Regions from separate parts of the Anser cygnoides genome. Here region 1 is linked to region 2. A link is a contact called in public Hi-C data. All regions are on one chromosome and are shown on one strand. The core of a region is the stretch at or near the end of the contact, and the rest is flanking DNA. Distances in the headings are between cores, read along the strand shown. Region 1 overlaps NRIP1 (nuclear receptor interacting protein 1). Region 2 holds the start of LOC125180811 (basic proline-rich protein-like).

The links. Hi-C and Micro-C count contacts between places; a contact is called where the count stands out from the background.
Region 1: a contact with region 2 is called in a Hi-C map of liver, with 5 times the contacts expected there. The contact joins the enhancer-like site here to the promoter of LOC125180811 in region 2. A contact is called at or near these places in 2 of 7 Hi-C or Micro-C datasets (both in liver).

What each region holds. Positions count from the first base shown.
Region 1 is chr1:81,159,524-81,164,681 of Taihu_goose_T2T_genome, forward strand. All of the region lies in intron 4 of NRIP1 (nuclear receptor interacting protein 1), which reads left to right. Among named protein-coding and RNA genes, the nearest start is that of NRIP1, 94 kb to the left of the region's middle. Within about 2 kb of position 2,733, at least 1 of the 3 cell types and tissues checked has open chromatin away from gene starts, as enhancers often do. A contact at or near this core is called in liver, where this site is marked.
Region 2 is chr1:81,102,985-81,108,691 of Taihu_goose_T2T_genome, forward strand. LOC125180811 (basic proline-rich protein-like) reads right to left here and starts at 2,182. Exons shown (of 3, transcript XM_048052945.2): 1 at 1,973-2,182; 2 at 568-1,883. The coding sequence starts at 2,182. The region is part of intron 2 of NRIP1 (nuclear receptor interacting protein 1); the gene reads left to right.

The sequences.
Region 1 (5,158 bases), core at 1,483-3,982, 57 kb after region 2:
CAGCTCCAGCTCAGTCAACCTGTCTTCATAGGAGGGGTGCTCCAGCCCCTTGATCATCCTTGTGGACCTCCTCTGGACTTGTTCTAATATGTACATGTCCTTTTTTTGCGGGGGGGCCCAGAGATGAACTCAGGACTCCAGATGGGATCTTACAAGAGTAGAGCATGGAGAGAATCACCTCCCTTGACCTGCTGGCCACACTGTTTTTGATGCAGCCCAGGATATGGTTGGTTTTTTGTCTGCAAGTGCGCGTTGCCAGCTCATGTTGAGCTTCTCGTCAACAAACACCCCCAAGTCATTCTCTTCAAGGCTGCTCTCAGTCTATTCTCTGTTCAGTTTGTATTTGTGATCAGGATTATCCTGGCCCAGATGCAGGACCTTGCACTTGGCCTTGTTGAACTTCATAAGGTTCCCACAGTCCCACCTCTCAAGCCTGTCCAGGCCCCTCTGGATGGCATCCCTTCCCTTCATTTGGACATTGAGCCACTGACTGCAGCTCTTCAAGTGCAACCATCCAGCCAATTCCTTACCCATCAACTGATGCATCAGTCAAATCCATGTCTTTCCAATTTAAGAGACAAGGATTTCATGGGGGACAGTGTCAAATGCTTTGCAGAAGTCCAGGTAGATGATGTCAGTTGCTCTTCACCTATCCACTAATGCTGTAACCCCATCGTAGGACACCAGATTTATTTTTCTTTATAACACTTCAATGCATTGAGAAACTTTCTCAAACTTTTACAGAATAGGAAAGATAAAAATTCCATTAAAAAAAAAAACTACTCCACTTTTCTCCCATTTTGCTCAAAGGGGTTAGAAAAGGGTTAGCAGAATTGTATTGCCCTGAGGTCTAAAACCTAGCTCAGTTTGATCTTAAACCAGTGACTGTTTTAAGATCTCATGAATCAGTATCAGAGCTAAAAACACCTATGCTGTTGTGCTGAGAAGCTCGCATGCAAGGCTTCAGGAGTGATTTGTGTGTCTGCAGTAGCTCAGGCAATACTATAGCTGACTATAGCTGAAAGGAGTGACAATCTAACTCACGTGAAGGATGTTATTAAAAAGGAGCAGTCTTCTTAGCTGGCATTATTTTTCTTGCCCTTTTCCTTTAAGGGCTATTCATTAGTAACTGAGCCAACCCAATCAAACAGGTAGAGTGCTACAAATGTAATATCTGTACAAAAATTAGACTGAGAAAAATTAGTAAACAAATCTTGAAACAGAAATGAGATGATAGATGGATGTGTAATGACATAAAGGTTTTACCGGTGATGCCTGAGAGTCCCACATATGAGTTAAACAGGTTAGCCCAAATGAGTTCCAACGAAAGCTTTATACCAACACGAACAGTCCTATTTATAGACATAGCGCTCTGTCTAAATATAAACTGCTCCCAGTCATGTCTAGACTAACATCGGAGCTGCTGGTGTTGAAAGTGGAGACTCAGAGTACAAGCCATCCTGTTCTTCAGATTGCTAGTTATAATGTACTTACAGAAACTTTGTGATGGTGTTACATGTTTGAACGTTATGACATTGTGTTCCTCAAGACTCCTCATCTTTCTTCTGTTTGTGTCAGAAGGTGTGTCTGGTGGACATGATCTGTACAATGATTATTTATCAGTGTGTGGTTAAAGGTTTGGGAACATATCACTGAGTGAGTGAATGGATGGATAGATCAGTAAATGACCTCCATTGTTAACTATTTTCAGCTGCTGAGTTTGAATGAGTCTTTCAACTGTTGCTACTGTGTTTAATCTGCTCACTTACTCAGTGTTCAGTATTAAAGCAGCTTTCTAGGAGGCAAATGTCCTGATTACAGAAGAGGTTAGTTTGATTGTATTCTGCAGGGACCTTATGTTACAAGGTTCTTTTTTTTAATTGAAAAATATATGCTGTGCTCACAGCTAGTTAGGATAGATGAGTGAATGTTGTATTTGGGAGTGCACATCCAAATATACAGTTGCTGTATTAAGTGACTCAGAGTTATAAACTTGAGAATCTTATTCTTTAGCAGTGGTCTTACTACCATGTCCTATACTTCTGAGAGGGTTCTCCTTTCAAATTTCTGATTTAGTATGTATTAAATAGTGAAAAAAGATGGCAAAAAGGGGTGTCTTCCACTTTGTTTTCATTTAACGTAAGAGCCGTTCCTTAGTTTATTTGATACCCTGCCTAACATCTCTTGTTAACATAAATAAGCCCAGGTCAGCTGCTCTCAAAGGTGGGGAATACTTAAAACATGTAATGCACCAATGTGAAGAAAATGTGGTATTTCTGGTAAGCATACTAAATAAATAAATAATTTAGGAGCTTTGATCAAATGCCAGCTCTTACATCAGTCCTCTTTGTAGTCTTTCTTGCTGATCTGTGACCTTGACCTTGTGTTTGTGTTTGTATGTCAAATCTATTTTTGGGATGGACAAGCTAAGTTCAGTTTAATAGGATTTATACTGCGGCTTCAGGGGATGCCTCACTATAATATAAAAATAAAAGTAATTTGATTTATTTTATTTTCAGTGAACTTTTCAAATTTCACAGTGACTGAAAAGAACACATTGGAGATATATATGCATATATATATATATTTAATTCTGTTCAGGAAATGCTTCTTAAAGGTATCTTCGTCTGACTAGTGAACTCTTCAGTGTTCAGTAGAGACATTCTGCCTGGAGATGGTGGTTTCCATCTAGAGAATCTCAGCAGTGGCAATACTGCGTTTGCTTTCATATGACAAAAGTGTGGTTTGGCACTTATAGACGTAGGTCCTGCCCTTTGTCCTTCCCCACACCACTCCAGCATTCACACATCCCCACATGGAGGACTGTGAAACAACCAGTCAACAGCTTCTTTGGGGTTCACTTTGGTGTCAATGAGGTCCTTAGTCCTGCTTGTCCTGTAGGAGCTTTTTATAGGAATATGTGTCAATGTAAGGAAGGGAGCAGGAGCAAGCAGCTGAAAATTTATAGAGCAAGACAATGCTACATGTTTTGGCAGTAGCTTCATGCTTAAATCAGACAAATTCCTGTGGAACTGTGTTTTTATATGCCTTTAAATGTGCAGCTTCTGAACTAGTCTGTTTTATTCATTAGAGTTCTTCATGGTGACTGAGGTTGACTCTTTTTTTCTACAGAGGGATGGGACTCACAAGCAGACAGTTAATGATTCACCAGTGCTGCACATGTTCAGCAGGGTTCTTGAGCACAGGCTTAATTTTAGACATATGCTAACATGGACGTGAAGCTGGTTTTGTAATTGACACTGTAGGCATATGGCTTTATAAAGGCTTAGTGAAGTTGTTGGTTTGACGTGTACTATGAAAGACGGTCCCAAATTAGCTAATGCTTACATGTAAGTAAGAGATGATAGGTTTATTTTTAATAGGTCTTTCATTTTGCTGGCTATGTTCTTGCATGTGGAAAATCACACACTTAGAATCAATTGTACATCTGTGTTGTTTTGTTTTATATTGTTTTAAAATGTGTATAAGTATTTCAACTTTCTTGACATTAATGGAACAATCAGTAATGATAAACAGTTATATATTGCTATTTTGTAATTATGTCCTTCATATAGCACTCATGAAAGACAGATATAAAACATATTAGTAAAAGCTCTATTCCACAACTTCATGACAGCATATCATCTTTCTGCTTAAAATGCTTGTCATTTTTATCAACATAAAATTTGAGAAATTACTTCAAAGTTCATGCCCGTGTATTAAGGGGTAGTTAAAACACTTGCCCTTGCCAGCCTTCCACTGTTCCTACCACGATTTTGTTGAAGTGTATACAGAGTCATAGTTTGCATTGTTTTTTAGTGAAGTCAGTATTTTAACTGTTCTAATTTGACTCATGACTTAGGTCAATTTGACTCATGTCTCAGGATGAGTTGCAACCCAGTTCCTAAAGTTTGAGAGTATCATTAATTGTCTATTCATCTCTGTATACATCTATGTGACTTAAAAGGTTTTTATTGTTTTAGTTGGGGATTTGCTATGAATGTTTGCAGATTAACTCTGGCCCACTGGTAAAATGAGGAATTTGTGATGTTCTGTACAGGATGTTGTTAGCTTTTTCTCTCCAGGTTTCACTAAAGTTGGTTCTTACATTGTATATTCATTTTTGCTCGATTTTATTGCTGCTTTAGAGAAAAAATATATATATTTTTAATTGTAATTAAACTACAAGAAACTTTATTGGTAATGCAGATTTTTCCTTTCCCACTTAACAGAAGTTATATGAGCTTTTTCTGTGTCCTTAGCCTTTAGAAACATGACCCGCAAAAGGCTGAAATCTCTAATTAAAATGGAAACTATGTTGTCCTTTCACTTAAAAAAATAAAATAAAATAAAAAATCACCTGGACTTTTAACATGGATTTATACTTTTTTTTAAAAAAACATATAATTGAAAACTGCATGAGTGTGATCCTATACTTCAACTTACTGTCAAATTACTGTGTGTGTTTTCTGTTAGTTGAAACCTATTCTGCTGAAAGTCATGAAAGTGGCTCTTATTTACAGCTAGCCATGGGACACGTGGTCCCAAGTGGAACACAACCACTACTGGCAATAAAAACTGTGCCTTACTTTTAATCAGGTGTAGCTTGGCCTTTGTGAAACCAATTCTTGGTTAAAATAACATAAAATTACTTACATGACAAATCACTGAACATGTATGTACAGTTATTCCACCAAATCCAAGGAATGCACAATTTTATTGTAGTGCTGTGAAGAAATGGCTGTATCTTCAGATTCCTTTAACAAGAGGGAAGGTCAGAGATGTGTGGAAGTGCATTATCTGCATTGATCATAACTCAAAAGCACGATTGTCCTTAAGAGGACATTGATTTCTTCACTGTATATTAATCAAGTTTCATTCTTGGGGAACTGACACAGTTAAATGTATAATCAGTGATAAACATTTGTGGGGGTAGGGAGGAAAGGACAATGGGAATCTGGTTGTCAGTTTTCTTTTAATTGCTAATTGCTATGAAAGTGGTTTACAAAGAATGAAAAGATGCATCCTCTGTCTGTTCTGCTGTACCTACCAGTGTATTTTGTTTGATATCTACCGCTCTATCCTACAATCAGATCTTGGTATATTTTTTGTGCCCATTTGCTCTTGGTGTCTTGAATAGGAAGACTCAATTAACAAA
Region 2 (5,707 bases), core at 932-3,431:
TTAGAAAATGCTGCTGCTTTTCTGGAAAAAAAGTGGTTAAAATCACATGATGATTAAGTTAACCTAAATCTTTCATTGGCTTACAAAAAATAGGTCAAGTAGTGCATTACTCGCTCTGCTCTAAGCCTGTACACAATCCGTGCATTCCAAAGCAAAAGAGGTTTTGCTTCACATTCCTACATCTACTTTCAGTCATGGTATCTGTAAGCTAAAGCACTTGGCTTTTCACAAGCGTGACTCCCTTTTGCTTTCTTTAAAGTGGAAATTAATATGTTCTTTAACGGTATTTTTTTTTTTCCTGAAAAGATGTTTGAATGTACCACTTGTAATTATTTTACATGACTTTTAGAACTAAAATACTGGCATATGTTGACACAGATATTATCGCACAGTTCATAACTGATTCATAAACAAATTTGCTTCTCCTTTTCCAGTCTTTAACATCTAAGAGAAGCGAAGTATGATGTGTCTCCTAAAGCCTATGTCAAACAACACGCGAAGCATCGAGACTCGTTTTAAACACGGGCACTGCAGAGGCACATGGATGATGTGACTAGGGTCACGCACTTTTTTTGCAGTCTAGTCTCAGCAGACAAGTCGGCTGCGTGTCTCGGGGCTCTCCCACTCCTCGGCGGGCACGGAGCCTGACGGCAAAGCAGCCCCCAGTGCAGCCCCCTCAGCAAAGGCTGCCTCCAGGCCGCCGTGGATGCCACCCACCAAGATGGAGGCCGCCTCTTCTCGGAGGTTCTGTCCCAGGCCGCCCGTTCCTTGTTTACTGGCACGGGGCCACCAGCCCCGGCTCCCCAGATCCGCATTTTTTTTGGGGTGCGGGCAGCTGCTGCCTCCCCCGCGGCACATCCCGGCCCCCAGCCGAGCCCCCCCGGCCGCGGCAGGCGAGGCCGCGCTCGGGGCGCCGCAGGCCGCGAGGGCTGGGCCGCGGGGGGAGGCCCCGGGGGAGGCCGGTGTAGGCTCGGGGAGGGGGGCAGACCGGGCCCGCTCCGCCTCCGGCTCGCCCGGGAGCCGCCGCCGCGGGTGCCGGGCGGGCCGCGGGAGGCTCCGGGAGGCTTGTTGGGAAGGAGAAGAAAGAAGAAAACAAAAAAGTTTCCAGCTGGTGCTTTTGGGAGGAAAGGCGGAAAATGCCAGCGCCGAGCCGGCAAGAAGCGGTAACCACGAGAAGCCCCTTCCCCGTTATGCCGTTCTTCGCAAGCACGTTGGCGGCCGGGGGCTGCGAGCCTCGGCGGGCCGGTCCGGTCTGGGCCGGGGTGCTGCCTCCCCTGCCTCCATCCCTGCCGGCCTCCCTCCGTGCCGGCCCGCGGGCGGGGTGAGAGAAGGGTTAAGAAACTTGGCTGAAGAGATGAATGGCGCGAGAGGGGGGAGGAGGAGGAGGAGCCGGGCTGCGCCGCGCGAGGTGGAAGGCGGGGAGGATCGCTGTTGCGGGTTAGGCTTTGAAAGTCAGCCTCGCAGGCATTGCAGCAGAGCCCCGAACCGCGCAGGGGAGCGGCGCCTCGCCGGGCTCGGCTCGCCGCGTACGTGCGGGTGGACGGGGAGGAGCGGGGTGGCTCGGCTTGGCTCGGCCCGGCCCGGCCCGGTGGGTGCCCGGGTCGGGGTCCCTGCGGAGCCAGGCTCGGCGATGGGGAAGGCCGGGCGCCGCGGCCGTGCGGCGGAGGCAGGGGGGAGGCCAGCGGGCAGCGCTCGGGAGGAGCCGCCGCGGGGCGGGCGGTGCTGCGTGTGCAAGTGTGTGGAGGGGAGCGGTGTCCGTGTGTCTGTCTGTCTGTCTGCCTGCCTGTCCGTGTGTTTGTCCGTGCCGGCGCTGCCGGGCGGCGGCGGGGAGCGAACAATACCGGGGTGAGCCCCGCGAGGGGTGGCCGCGGCGGGGACGGCTTCTTGGGGGGGAGCCCCCCTTACGGGGCGAGCTGGAAGTTTTGGGGGGCCGTGTGTGTTTGTGTGAGCGAGGGGAGGCCGCGGCTTTTACAGCCCGAGCGCTGGCTGGAGGGAGACCTCCAGGGTCGAGGCCAGGGTCGGCGAGGCTCCGCCCGGGGCAGCGCCGAGGCCGTATTCTGCCTCCTTCCCTTCCCTCTCGGTCCTGCCTCCCCGCCCAGCCCCACCTGCGGGCGCCCCCCGCCCCCTTTCCCCCGGCCGCCGGTCGGGGCGGCCGCGGGTGCCCATGAAGATGCCGCCTCATCGCCTCCGCCGCGCCGGCCCCGCGGGAACGTCGCTGTTTCCCTTCTAGACTAAAGGTTACTTTGCAGGCGTGTTTTCCTGTCCCCGAAGCCCTTTAAAGGTGATTTCTTCACCCCCCCCCCCCCCCGCCGTATCCCTGCGGAAGGTGGTGGAGGCGGCTGGTGCTGTGCGAGTGCCGCTCGGTAATTAACTGGGAGCAAAGGGAAGCCCGAGGAGACGCAGGGCAAAATGAGGGTAAAAAGAGAGCGTGGGCAAAATGAGGGGCAGCACCGTGCCTCTGCTGCATCGGTTTTGTTCCTTTCTTATATCTTGTTGTGGATTCCGATCCACAATGTTTTAATTTAAAGGAGAATCGAGCTGAAATGTTTGATGCATGTTGAAGGTGTTGAAAAAACGGGGGAATTTCTGGCTTTGGCAGTGTGCTGGTGTTAGGAGAGCTGAAGTAGAAGTTGTCCCCTTCTGCATCATCTTTCTGGAGTCTGGAGACCGTACCGCTCTGCGTTTCGTGTAGGAGGACCTGCCTGCGGTGCCTGAGAGCTCCTTGGCTGATCAGAATTTAACTGAGTCATGGCACAATAAATGTTCAGAGATGTTACAAGGCTTTACTTAACAAAGCGTGCAGATATAGCCTACAAAGATCCGTAGGGAGGAAAGATGGGGTATCCCTGAGTGAGTGCTGGAAACCTTTAATAGTCCAACCTGAAGCGCTGCTCGTGGGCCTGGCTGAACACACTATAAAGTGACACATTAAGAAGCCGTATGACACATGCTTTCTGAGCTGGGAGTATTTTGTGGTTTAAATCTGATCTAGTGGCATCTGAGTAATTGTTGTATGGGCAACCGGAGCGGACGTCTCGGAGAGCAAAAGTTCTCATTCAGAGCTGTGCTTGGGCAGATCTGTGACTTCTGCTGTCTGGGGCATTTGTCTTCCCAAACTTGTGGTTGAGAAGGGCTCTCTTGTTATTTTATCAGCGTTTGTATGGCCAGGGATAGACTACAAGGCAAGACAGTTTTTTTGTGAGTTAAATGCATGTGTTCTGTGTGTGTGTGTATATATCAATGTATATATTATGTATATATATTAATACATGTATGTGTGTATATACATGTACACATACACAGGTATAAGTTTTGTTGAGCAGGAAGGAAGAAGTAACAAGTAGTGACTGCATGTTTTAGGCTGGGGTGAAAACTGACCTCTTGTTTGACTGGCCTGCAGTTCTGAGTTATCGGATGAGGGAGATCTGTCAGTGGCTTTAAGATTTTTCTGTATCATGCATGCACACAATATAAGATGCTTTCAAATGCCGAACCACGCAGGATGGATGTTTTTTAAGTAACCAAATTGGACTGTTGTGTTTTTTTTTTTTCTCTCCCCTAGTGGTCTTAGGGTAAAAAAAAATATAAAAATAAACAGATGAGAATGTGCCCTTCCTCTTTTCTCTCCGTAATTATTTCTTCTTCTAATGCGATAGATAATGCTAAACAAAACTGGAGAGTAAAAATAACAAAAACTTATTATAATCATAGAAACTATGTTGATAAAGAAGTGAACAGATGTTTTTATATCATAAGCTTAAAAAACAGGTGCTTTAAATGTAGGCTGTGTCACCTGCAGCATTTGATAGTCAGCTGTGTTTAGGATGACTCCTGTTATGTAAAAGACATCGAAGATGCATATATTTCTTAAACTGATTCAGTAAAGGTTACAGGACTCAAACACAGATTAACTTAATAGTGATCATATGTGCTGGTAGGTTTTATTTAATGTGGGATTGGTTTAAAATAAATGACCAAGGCTTGCTTTAAAGCTTTATTTTGACTTTTCAGAGAGAACTTTTTTTTTCCTCCTGTATTTGAACATTGGCATAAGGTTTCTGTAATGCTACCTGTAGTATTGTTAGCACTGAGAGCACTGTTAATTTTACCGGTGACAGTGCAGCACATTACTATATTAAAAGATAAACTCTGTTTTGCATTGTGCCAAGCACATGTATAAACTTGCCCAAGGCAAAGCTGGGGAGTTGCATTTCCCACAGTCAGCTGTCTTGCTCAACGGTAGTGGTAGTGCTTGACGCCTCGCTGCAAGAGAAGACTTGAAGACTAATATTTTGTTAATTTTAGAATAGCTCTTACGAACCAGCCTGAACCTCAGAACCAAAACGGCTTGCGTTTTTATTCCTGCATGTGAATGTACGGGGATTCCAGAAGGGAGACAGGGAAGAGTGTGGGGTTTGCAGCTGAGCACCCGGCGTGGGGGCACCGGCCCCAAGAGTGGTGGGGTGGCAGCTGCCCGGCACCCCTGGGGCTCCGTGATGTGTGAGGTGTGTGGCTGGGTTACAGGTGGTGGATGGGATGAACAGGATGCACATCCCGTGGATGGGAAAAAGGGGTAAATGCTCTTTTGGGACAAGAAGAGTGAATTTTGAAGTATAAATCATTACTGCTCAGCAGGGTCTTAATGACAGGCGAGTAAAAAGATAATGCAGGTAGGGAGTGAAGTCTGAACAGGAGGAAAATGTGCAAAAGAATATGCACAAATGGATAAAAATATTAAAAATATGAACTTGACAGTCTGTCTAAATAGCCATAAACCAAAGAAAGAAGAGTAACAGTAATAGCATTTGTGGTTTGCTCTCTCTTCCTGCGAACAGGCCAACATGATACAGTCAGTGACTAGCTGTATTGGTCTGCCCACAGCACATATAAGTAATGTATTTAACAAGTGTGTGTGACATCTTTTGGATATGATGGTGTTCAGATTTTGATAATTGCATTTGAAAATACTGAATTAGAAAATAATACGCTAAGATTTGCAAACGATATTTTAAGTGGACATCAGTGATCACATAAACTCTTGAATTTGATAATGGGAAGATTTGCCTCCAGAAAAATGGGAAGAATTCTTTTGCTAAAGATGAATGCATATGTTTTAGTGTTTCTGGATTATTTATTTCAAGTACACTGAGAAATGTGACCAGACCTATATAGCACTTGGAATAATTAATGTGGTAATTTGTTTGGCTGTCTGTTGCATGTCACTTGACTTAAATGGTTAAAGAAGGAGAACAGAAGCTAATATTCCTGTAAACATCTGTGTGGTGTGGAAGGGGAAGAAGCAGTTGCGAGCCATCAGGAGAGTTTGTCCCAAAATAGGATGCAGTCTCTTGCTGAAATCGTTCCTGGAACTCATTACTCCTGTTTAATAATTACCTGTCTGGAGAGAAGTTCTGCTTTCACACATTTCACTTCTAAATATCGCTGTCTCTGGCAGAGAACATTTTTGCTTATAGACAAAATCAGGTTAAAAGCAGAAACTGCATGTCTTCCGTTAGCTGTGTGTTTCTAAGAGGTTTAGTGTAGAAAAGTTGAGTGTTGGGAGAATAACTCGGGTGGCACGTTCTTCCTCCTCTCAAGAAGGAAAGCTGCGAGAAGGTGATCATAACCAGACCAGGCAGATGCTGGGTGTAAAGTGTTTGAGTTTTGACTGCACCTTGTATTTAAAAACAAAGAAGAGATCATTTAA